Regions from separate parts of the Macaca mulatta genome. Here region 2 is linked to region 1. The links are chromatin contacts, called in public Hi-C maps. All regions are on one chromosome and are shown on one strand. The core of a region is the stretch at or near the end of the contact, and the rest is flanking DNA. Distances in the headings are between cores, read along the strand shown. Region 1 has its middle 670 kb from the start of SOX9. Region 2 holds the start of SOX9 (SRY-box transcription factor 9).

Region 1 (5,504 bases), core at 948-3,447:
GTAGGGAGGAGAATAATGACCAATGAATAGGGAAAGAGAAACAAAGAATAGCCACCACAGGCCATGACGCTCTTATCTACTACGGACCGGATTGAGTGTTCAAACTTTCCCGAGTTACAGTCAGTCCTTAACTCTTCTACAGGGATCGCTGTAGACTTGCCCTGGCTTGTCTTACAGAAAAATATTCCCACAGACAGAATGACTGGGAGGGTTCAACGGCAGGTTACAGACTTTTAGTCAGCCGGAAACTGACAGTTGTCATATTAGATGGGTAAACGTGGGTGATCTGATTTTAGGTTTTTTAAAAAATAATACCAGACTGACGCAAACCTTCTTACCTTCTTTGGTTGCTTTTTCTCTGTTTTCTATCATTTGTTTATTTATTTCTACTTATGGTAATATTTTAATTATCTAGAAAATAATGCAATAATCATATTTTACTCACTACCAAGATTTTATAAACAATAACCTTTCTGCCATATTTGTTTCAGATATCTCAGAAATGTTTTTTAAATATGTTTTAATGCTCTGGACCACCAGAATTCTACTTAGAATCATCTCCTCTCAATAGGGTAGACCCTCATTTCTAGGCAATTGTGCTTATTTAGGTTGTGCATATATATATATATACACACACACACATTTTTATATAGCGATGTTATATATATATCTAGAATACACACACACACACACACACACACACGCACACACAGAGTATACAAGTCTTCCAGGCTGGTTTTGTGCCAATTTTGTTTCCATTGCAATTATAGCATTTACCAGATACTATAAATACCTATTTACTTTTTTACATGTCTGCCTTCCTCATTAGACTTTGAACACATTTACAACCATTAGCACAGCACTTGGCATATAAATGATCGTGGAATGGGTGAGGGAAGAAAGCATTTGGATTTTCAGCCTGGGATGCTATACATGCTATAGACAAGTCCGTGTTCTTTTTTTTTTTTTGAGACGGAGTCTCACTTTGTCACCCAGGCTGGAGTGCAGTGGCGTGATCTCGGCTCACTGCAACCTCTGCATCATGGGTTCAAGTGATTCTCCTGCCTCAACCTTCTGAGTAGCTGGGACTACAGGCTCGTGCCACCAGGCATGGCTATTTTATTTTTTTGTATTTTTTATTAGTAGAGACAGGGTTGCACCATATTAGCCAGGATGGTCTCGCTCTTCTGACCTTAGTCAGAAATTCAGCACACACACATACACAAAAAAACCCCTCATAAGCTTTCATTCTTTCAAGGACTGTGGTTTACTCTGTATCTTTTTGCTCTTTTTCCTGACTTGCTTTATTTTTAGCCTGACTTTTTTGAGGTTCAAATAGTCTCTGATGTGTTCTGTGATATTAAAAACTTATGTCAATTCCTTTGAATAGTTGACAAATACTGGTCCTTATCATTTAATCAGTGGATCCTCCAAGCATTTATTGAGCTCCCGGGGAGTTACTGGTGTGGTGCAAGGCATTTTTGGGGACACAATAGAATTCTAAGGTATGAGCTCTACCTTCAAGGAACTATCACTTAAAGAGAAAGGACAGACATGCATAGCATACAGGTTATGACAAAATGTTTAAAATTAGGGGTTCAACCAGCTGCATTAAAGATCTTCAGAGGAAAAGGAAGCGAGTAAATCTGAGATATCCAGGAAAAAGACTATCCTTCAATGGCGCCCTCTGGCTGTAGCTCTGCTAAAATATCACGGAAAACTCTGCTAGCTTGACCAAGTAACTTTCTCTGAGAAGCATGGATGCATTTTTTCCCCCTAATTGTTCTGAGAACATAAAAAAAGGATTTAAAAAACTCATCAAAATAAAGCCATTGGATATCTCATTGGGCAACCAGAGAGAGAGGATGAAGTATAGCCACCAGACCATCCCCCATTTGTGCACATCTCTCAGCCACTGCAAGTGTGAACAAAAGGAAATTCTATTAAGCAGCTTCCTAGGATGGGGCTCCAGGCACATAAGTAGCTCCTTGGTGTGTTCCTTTGGCCTGTCATACAATTAATTAGGCCACAGTTGTTTATTTTGAGACATTTAACTAGAGACCTTCTTGAGAGAGGCCTACCCTTGCAGTTTGTCCTGATCTTTCTCTAAGTGTGGGAACCTTTGTCTAATTGGATTGACTGTAAGTGTAATGATCATGGCGTGAGTTCTGTAAGCAGCGCATAAACCATGGACATTCACATGGAAATGAGGTTAATTACACAGCATAGATGCATCTAATGATTGCACCTGCAGTGCCACAACAACCTCCCTTTAACTCAGTTTCACAAACAATTACAAAGAGCAGCTGCATTCGTTTCCACAGTTAGAGTTTAAAAATCTGTAATGATCCCCAACAGAATAGAGGTGCAGGGGGTGAGAGTGAGGAAGGAGAGGATTCTTCCGGTTCAGATGTCCGTCCCAAGCCACCTGCTGATTGTGCTAATCCCGGGAGCCTTGGGCAGAGACATGCAGCCACAATAAGCTATTGCCAGTCCTGGTGTTTGGCTTCCCCTCACCCCCCACCCCCCGCCTTCTGGCTTAGAGTTTCTCATCTGTCAAGATTCATTAACATGGTGATGAAGATTTATGAAGGGCAAGGTCAGCAAAACCGCAGACTACAAGATCACTGTGAGTACCCAAACTGTATTAGTCAGGGTTCTCCAGAGAAACAGAGACAGAAGGAAGTTTGCGTGTGTATGTATTATATATATGTATAGATAGATAGATAGATAGATAGATAGATAGATAGATAGATAGATTCATTATAAGGAATTTGCTCATGCGATTACAGGGGCTGACAAGTTGTAAGATCTGTAGGCAGCAGACTGGAGACTCAGGAGAACTGACGGTGTAGTTCCAGATCAAAGGCCAGCAGGCTCGAGACTGAGGAAGAGCCATTATTTCAACTGGAATCCCAAGGCAGGAAAAAACTAATGACCCAGCTTGAAGGCAGTCAGGTAGGAGGAATTCTCTCGTCTTTAGGGAAAGGTCCACTTTTTTGTTCTATTCAGGTCTTCCACTGATTGGATGAGACCCACCTACCTTAGGGAGGACAATTGGCCTTACTCAGTCTATCAATTTAATTGTTAAACTTGTCCAAAAACACCTTCACAGAAAGACTCAGAATGTTTGATCAGTTACCTGGGCACCTTATAGACCAGTCAAGTTGACACATAAAATTAACCATCACAGAAACCAGTCCCCAAATCTCAGAAGGATTTCTTGGGAGCAATGCTACTGAGGGAAGCTCAAAAGATTGTTTCTGATCCTGTTATCCACCATTTTCCATCACCAAATTAACAAAACTCTCTGTCTTATTTTTCTCCAATTTCTTTTTGTTCTCATCTTTATTTTCTGTTTTCCTTTCCACATGCCTGTCATTATCCCCATAGACACTGATAGGATTTGGCTGAGTCTCCATCCCAATCTCATCTTGAATTGTAGCTCCTATAATTCCCACGTGTTGTGAGAGGGACCTGGTGGGAGATCATTGAATCATGGGAGCAGTTTCCCCAATACTGTTCTCGGGGGAGTGAGTACGTCTCACGAGATCTGATGATTTTACAGGAGGTTTTCCCTTTCCCTTGGCTGTCATTCTCGCTTGTGTGCTACTATGTAAGATATGCCTTTCATTGTGAGGCCTTTCCAGCCATGTGGAACTGTGAGTCCATTAAATCTCTTTTTCTTTATAAATGACCCAGTCTCAGGTATGTCTTTATCCGCAGCGTGAAAACGGACTATATAAATGCGTTTTAGAAATAGCAGGAAGATACTACACCACAACGGGTGCTGAATCCCATCCCTAACCATAACTAAGGCTTTGCATAGCCAAACATAGCTAGCACATCCCTTTCTGATGCGTATTCAGGAAGCTCGGTGTTAGGTCAGTGATGTTGGTTGAATAAACCATGGACATTCATGTCTACCTTCAAAACTCTTGGGCTTTTAGAAACACTGCATCACCCACATAAAAATATTAGTCTCATTACTTTACAGCTGCAACTCCTTTTGGGATCCAAATGGGATTCCCCAACTGTAAAAGGTAATTGACTGCTGCCAAAGTCAAATCTGCCCTCAAATATTTAAACATTTAAGGAATGTGCTTCAGGCTCTAAGAGCCATTCTGAAAAAAGGAGCTCCAAAAGCTTATGAAAAATTGTATAAACTTTGAAAGGGACAAAGTCAAAGGTGAGAATGCCCATGGGGGAGTGTACCTTTTTATGTTTATTAAAATAACAAGATTTATTTACCTTTTAGTCGCATCTCATATTTCTTTTCATATCCTATTCTCCCTAAAAGACAAAAGGGACTCATGAACTAGGCACAACCATTAGTAGTCATCTACAAGACAGCCAGAAATTGTTTCTCTCTGCTCTGGCCACTCTGCTCAACATTAAACTAGCTTCCGATGGATGAGAGACAGGAGGCATGGAACTAAGTTTATCTCAGAGAAAAACCATCTAACCTCCGCTGGTCATCTCTGCAGGTCTCCACACATCAAGGTCTGCTTAAGGAAGCTACGCCAAGACCTTTGCCCTTGTATGGGCAAGGAAGATGGGGTACAAGGGTGGGGGTCATTGTTCATGAAGGAAGACAAGTGATAGTTTCCTGTTCACCCCTTCATTTTAGGGGTCAATCTCATATGTGGAAGGCAAATGAATTTTTTCCAAGTCTCAAGTCTGGAGTAAACAAACAGATATAAGACGTACCAGTGAACTTTTGTAAAATAGACTAACTTCCTATTGCATTGACTCTACGCGCAACCTGATTTGATACAATGCTGGAAAGAACACACTGTATCATCCTTTTGCATCTATCCAGAATAGGCAAATTGGATGTTTTGAAAATGTTCATGCCTGGCCTTGTTACTCATAGCTTTACCTTCTCAGAGGTTAATGACAAAGTAATGTTCAGGCCAGTGAATCTGACCTCAAACTATGTCGCCATCATTAATAATGATTTGCAAAGAGTAGAACATCACAATTCGTGATGGAAGGCGTGATACAGGCACTTAGGTAAAGTGTACTCAGGGTGGAAAAACATAGACTTGACTAACTGCTGGCAAACAGATGCTAGGAACTTGTCCATCTTTACTCACACAGTGGCACCCAACTGATTTCTGCCAAGCTGTGTGTTGCCCCAATTTTTTCCCTGGTAATGGTACAACACATAATACCTAAACACCTTCTGTTATCACTGGTGTCTCTAAAATCATGTTCCCTGAATGTATAAAAATCATTCCTACGCGAGACAACTTAAAAACCACATCGAAACTGGGACGTTTGGAATAAAATAATTGCAGGAATGTAATATAGTTTTAGCACTTAAGGGAAACACGCACATACTTTAAAAGGCCACCATTGGTTTAATTTGGATTTTCAAAAACAGTTCATCCAAACAAGAGTTCTGTTTATGCTTCGGGAGGCTCATTTGGCTTGTTCTGTTTTGCAAAGCGCAGTGTTTCTGTAATATGTTTTGGTGGCATCATTTCAAATCAAAACAA
Region 2 (5,327 bases), core at 2,274-4,773, 670 kb after region 1:
CCCGCGTAGACTCGGAGGAGAGATTGGCGGCCCCCGCTGGGGAAATTGAGCCCGGCGCCGGCCCGGGACGTGCAAGGGGGGAAAAGGCGGAGATCCCAGACCTCGGTTTCCCGAGGGCTTCCCTGGGGAGCCACTCGCACCTCCGTTGTCTCCGCTCCCGGCGGCAGACCTCGCGGCGCTTGCTCAAGAGCGGGTATCCGAAAGCACGTCCAGAGCACAGAGAAGCGCCCTCGGTCTCCTGCCTCTTGACCTATGCCCTTTCCCTCCCTCACCGCATCAGATGGAGGACCCTGACTCCTTTCACCCCTGGCTAAATGTTCTAGCTAACACTGGGTCAACAGCCTCAGTTTCCAGATCTGCAACCTGAACATCAGGAGCGGGTTCCTTTCCCTCTACCTGTGCCTGAGGTCCTCTGGTCGGGGACTGCACGCGTCTTCCCAGGTCAGGGAGGAGGGGTCGGGGCCACCTGAGAAAGACACAACGAAGCGAATGGAGCCCCTGAATGGGGAAAGGGGAGTGGACACCGGGAGGCCCCTGCAGAAATGCAGGACCGATCCACTCGCGAATTGACGGTACCACGCGCTAGACTTGGCCTGACTGTGGCAACGCTTGGCACCTGGGGAATAGGGGCCTTCTCCTGGCCTCAGTCCCCAAATTCTGTGCAGAATGGAAACGGCTGGCATCTCGAGTGCTCTTTTTCAACCCGGTTCTCTACAGACACAAGTTCCCTCACTGAGCTGCGCAGTGGTGGATTCGCACAGGAGGGAATATTGCGTAGGAATTCCTGCAAATACAAATCTCAGCAGCAAAGCAGTCAGATTGAGTGGAACACACCACCCCCAGCTACCACCATCCAAGTTTTCCCTGGTTCTCGGAGTTGGAGACAGTTTCTGGGCTTTTGGCGCCCCCTCTGGATACAGATGAAAACTGCAGCCCATTTTTAAGTCGCCTGTTCATCGTAAGTTTTCAGGAAGATGTAAAATTTAAAAATGCTTGCATCAAATCAACGGGAAATGTATAAATCCCTGTCGTTTATGACGTAAAAGTCTATATATTCGTATCTTATTGCATGATTGCATTAAAATATGTTTATACATATACGCATATATCTTAACACATATTTAGTGAAATATTCCAAAATATCTTAGTCACACCCCTCTTCACTGACTTTATGCCAGCAAACATGGTAATTACAATATAACACAACTAAGTACAGACGACCTGGCTAAAATGTCTGCCCGCTGGTCTCCAAGTCTCCTGAATCAGGTGTCTGAGAATCACACAGTTATACTGTACACACAATACCCTGCTACCCAGGACACAGAAATAGGTCCACACTACACGGACTTTTTTCTCCTAGGAAAGGACGATGCTGTTCTCACACTTTCTGAAAGTAATCACAGGCCAAGGATACGAAGCTATTGTATGCAAATTTCTTAAATTTGTAAACAAACTATAAGGCACCGGAAACATCCTATTTGAATAAGTTACATTCGTTTAAAAAACAAAACAAAACAAAACAAAACCGCTGTTGAACCAGGCTATAACTTACTACCTTATGAAGAGATGAAGAATTCCATTTCCTATAAGAAATGTCGGGCTTCTTTCAAAGACAACGAGAGAAAACAAGATTTTTAAAAGTTCTCCCGGAAGGACATTGATTTGGATCTTGTGATAGTGTCCTCACTTCGCAAATTAGAAAGGGGAAAAAAAAAAGTTTTTAATATGATGTGGGCCGATTCACCATAACAACAATTTAATTAGAGGCGAATTTTTGCAAGAGTTCAAAAGGGGGGGGGGCGGGGAGTTTAAAATTAAAGAGTTTTCCCAATGTTATGCGTTTATTTGGGATTCTGAAAGCACGGAACCCGCAACGACCAAGATTTTTCTTCTGTCCCAGAGCAGATAGCTCTGCACTTACCCAACCTGGCTCTAAGCATTTCGTGTGAACACAAAGGTTGTGCTCAAATCACACTTGAAATACATGAGAGACACCACCAATGCCTCCCCCAGAACTCCAAACTATATGCAGGTCTGAACCGACCGGACTGGAGTCAGAAGCACCGGCGCTTCACCCCTTCAGGTGTTTAGTAAATGCCAGCAAAAGCGGGCAAGCAGCACGACTCTGCCAGAGTGGAGCATTTTGTCTGCCGTGGTGCCCATTTGTTTGGCCTTTTGCAAACCAAGTGACCGGCCTGGGCCTCGCGGCCTGGGACAGCCGCATTGGCAAACTTCGATCTCTCAAAGCCAGAGCAGTTAGCAAACTCTCCCCAGGCAGGACGACTCGGCTGACGTTTCTGACTCGACCAGGAGGCAAAGACCAAAACGTCAGAGCAGTAGCCCTGTTACTGAGGAGCGTCGGCGGGGTCGCGGGACTGGAGAAAGACTTGTCAGAGCTCAAGGTCGGTGTGGCGCGGGGCGGCCCCGAGAGCGCGGGGATCCTGCGTGGCCACGGCCGCCGCTGCCAACCTTCGCGGGGACTTAGCTTTGCTTTCCATTGACTCCCTTTGCAAAAGCGCAGCAGAATCCTGACCAGCCGCACCAGCCCCGGCGAACCCGAGCATGTTAATCTATTTATGTGGATTATTACGGAGGAACAGCGGGCGTTGAGTCACCAAAACATTTGCTTCAAAAGACTATTTCTAAGCACTTTTGCAGGCAGGCAGGCCCCAGGCGCGTAAACTCGGCTACGCATTAAGAAGCGGCTGCTTTTCGAATACTACAAACTCCAGCTAAGTCCCCTGTGCCGCGGAGAGAGCAGTGAAAATAAATGTCGGAGGTGGGGGTAGATCCTAGTCTAGACATACACACTTGCGCGCGCGCGCGCGCGCACACACACACACACACACACACACAAAGATTCGCGCGGAGAAGTCACTAAAATTCTGGCATTCCGAGAGTTCGACAAACTTACACACTTGGAAGTCCCGGGTCCCCCGCCTTTCCCGCAGCACCCCCCGCCCCCCCTTCCCGACCATCCACCCTTTGGCTGCGCTCCCCTCCCCTCTCCTCCCCTCCCGTCTCGTCACCCAGCCCAGTGCCGCAATCCTCCTCCCTCCCCAAAATCGGGTCCAATCAGCTGCCTGGGACTGCTGTGCTGTGATTGGCGGGTGGCTCTAAGGTGAGGAGGAGTATTTATTAAAGAGACCCTGGGCTGGGAGTTGGAGAGCGGAGAGCGGAGCTCGAAACTGACTGGAAACTTCAGTGGCGCGGAGACTCGCCAGTTTCAACCCCGGAAACTTTTCTTTGCAGGAGGAGAAGAGAAGGGGTACAAGCGCCCCCACTTTTGCTCCTTTTCCTCCCCTCCTCCTCCTCTCCAATTCGCCTCCCCCTACTTGGAGCGGGCAGCTGCGGACTGGCCCCGCGCCTCCCTAAGTGGTAGCCGGCCGACGCGCCAGCCTCCCCGGGAGCCGCTCGCTCCGCATCCGGGCAGCCGAGGGGAGAGGAGCCCGCGCCTCGAGTCCCCGAGCCGCCGCGGCTTCTCGCCTTTCCCGGCCACCCGCCCCCTGCCCCGGGCCTGCGTATGAATCTCCTGGACCCCTTCATGAAGATGACCGACGAGCAGGAGAAGGGCCTGTCCGGCGCCCCCAGCCCCACCATGTCCGAGGACTCCGCGGGCTCGCCCTGCCCGTCGGGCTCCGGCTCGGACACCGAGAACACGCGGCCCCAGGAGAACACGTTCCCCAAGGGCGAGCCCGACCTGAAGAAGGAGAGCGAGGAGGACAAGTTCCCCGTGTGCATCCGCGAGGCAGTCAGCCAGGTGCTCAAGGGCTACGACTGGACGCTGGTGCCCATGCCGGTGCGCGTCAACGGCTCCAGCAAGAACAAGCCGCACGTCAAGCGGCCCATGAACGCCTTCATGGTGTGGGCGCAGGCGGCGCGCAGGAAGCTCGCGGACCAGTACCCGCACTTGCACAACGCCGAGCTCAGCAAGACGCTGGGCAAGCTCTGGAGGTAGGGCCCAGCGGGGGCGGCGCGGCAAGGTGGGCATCGTGGCGGCGGGGGGCTCTGGCCAGGGCTGACTTGCCCCGCCCCGCCTCCCATCGCCCGGGAGTTGCGGTTCCGGGAGCCGGCGGGATGGGGGTGTGGGAGTGGGAACGGGGTGTAACTGTGGCTCAGAGTTTGTCAAAGTTCTTGGGCTGCTCTCGGGGACGCGGAGGAGGGGGTGGTAAGTGGAAGGGGTGGGGGAGGTAGCTGGAGGATGGACGAAGACTGGTGGGAGACGGAAGGAGGGGGCTGCCATCCTGCTCTCCCGTCGCCTGGAAGCTCAATCGGGGCGGGGAAGTGAAGCTTGGCTTCCCCCACCCCGCCCCTTAAAACTGCACTGTCTCGTGCAGCCCCCTCCTCCCCACACACACACACACCCACGGAGATGGGGCAGGGGAGAAACCGAGGTTGGAGGAGACCCTTGGCAGGAATTGGGAGGCGGGAGGAGGGAGGCTGCTGGAAATAGGTGGGAGTGTATGGGGGGGTGAGAATTGGAGAGTAATTGGGGAAAAGTTTTTAAGGGTGTTGGGATTGGGGGCGATAACTCCAGCAGCAAAGGCGTTTAGGGGGCAGCAGCAGGAGTCGTTTTCATCTTCGGCGTTTCCAAAATAGAAATAAAAGGGGAGGGGATGGAGGGGGCGGGGAGTGACCGCTCAGGTCGGACTGCAAGAACTTATTTATTTATTTGTTTATTTTTAAGAAAAGTTATAAGCTGTGGTTGCAGGCGGGAGGGAAGATGGAGTTGTATGCAAAGAAAGCCAAGTGGTCTGGGTCGCCGCCGCCTCCCCGCCGACCTGACAGTTTGGCGGGTTTCACTGACCCCTCTCCCTCTTTTTCTCTGTGCCCCCCGCCCTGCCCCGCCCCGAGCAGACTTCTGAACGAGAGCGAGAAGCGGCCCTTCGTGGAGGAGGCGGAGCGGCTGCGTGTGCAGCACAAGAAGGACCACCCGGATTACAAGTACCAGCCGCGGCGGAGGAAGTCGGTGAAGAACGGGCAGGCGGAGGCAGAGGAGGCCACGGAGCAGACGCACATCTCCCCCAACGCCATCTTCAAGGCGCTGCAGGCTGACTCGCCGCACTCCTCCTCCGGCATGAGCGAAGTGCACTCCCCCGGCGAGCACTCGGGTGAGTCGCCCCTCAGCCCCGCAGGACAAGCCACCCCCGGCCCGCCTGGCACACCCCCTGCCCTCCACCTGGGAGATTCTTTGTGGAGACTTTATGCTTCCCGGGAGGTACACACTACCCTTTGCCCCTGTCCCGCTCCCCCTCTCTACCCAGAGCCTAAGAGGCACCCAAACACACACACATACACACACACACACCCCAACTCAATCCCAGCAT

What was found. Hi-C and Micro-C count contacts between places; a contact is called where the count stands out from the background.
Region 2: a contact with region 1 is called in a Hi-C map of fetal cortex germinal zone, with 6 times the contacts expected there. The contact joins the promoter of SOX9 here to the enhancer-like site in region 1. A contact is called at or near these places in 5 of 14 Hi-C or Micro-C datasets (blood, cortical neurons, fetal cortex germinal zone and 2 more).

What each region holds. Positions count from the first base shown.
Region 1 is chr16:81,091,819-81,097,322 of T2T-MMU8v2.0, forward strand. No RefSeq gene overlaps it. Among named protein-coding and RNA genes, the nearest start is that of SOX9, 670 kb to the right of the region's middle. Within about 2 kb of position 2,198, at least 4 of the 40 cell types and tissues checked have an H3K27ac peak or open chromatin away from gene starts, as enhancers often do. A contact at or near this core is called in fetal cortex germinal zone, where this site is marked.
Region 2 is chr16:81,756,662-81,761,988 of T2T-MMU8v2.0, forward strand. It overlaps SOX9 (SRY-box transcription factor 9), which reads left to right and starts at 3,524. Exons shown (of 3, transcript NM_001032868.1): 1 at 3,524-3,954; 2 at 4,858-5,111. The coding sequence starts at 3,524. LOC106994120 (a long non-coding RNA gene) reads right to left here and starts at 2,972. Exons shown (of 5, transcript XR_013407123.1): 1 at 2,915-2,972.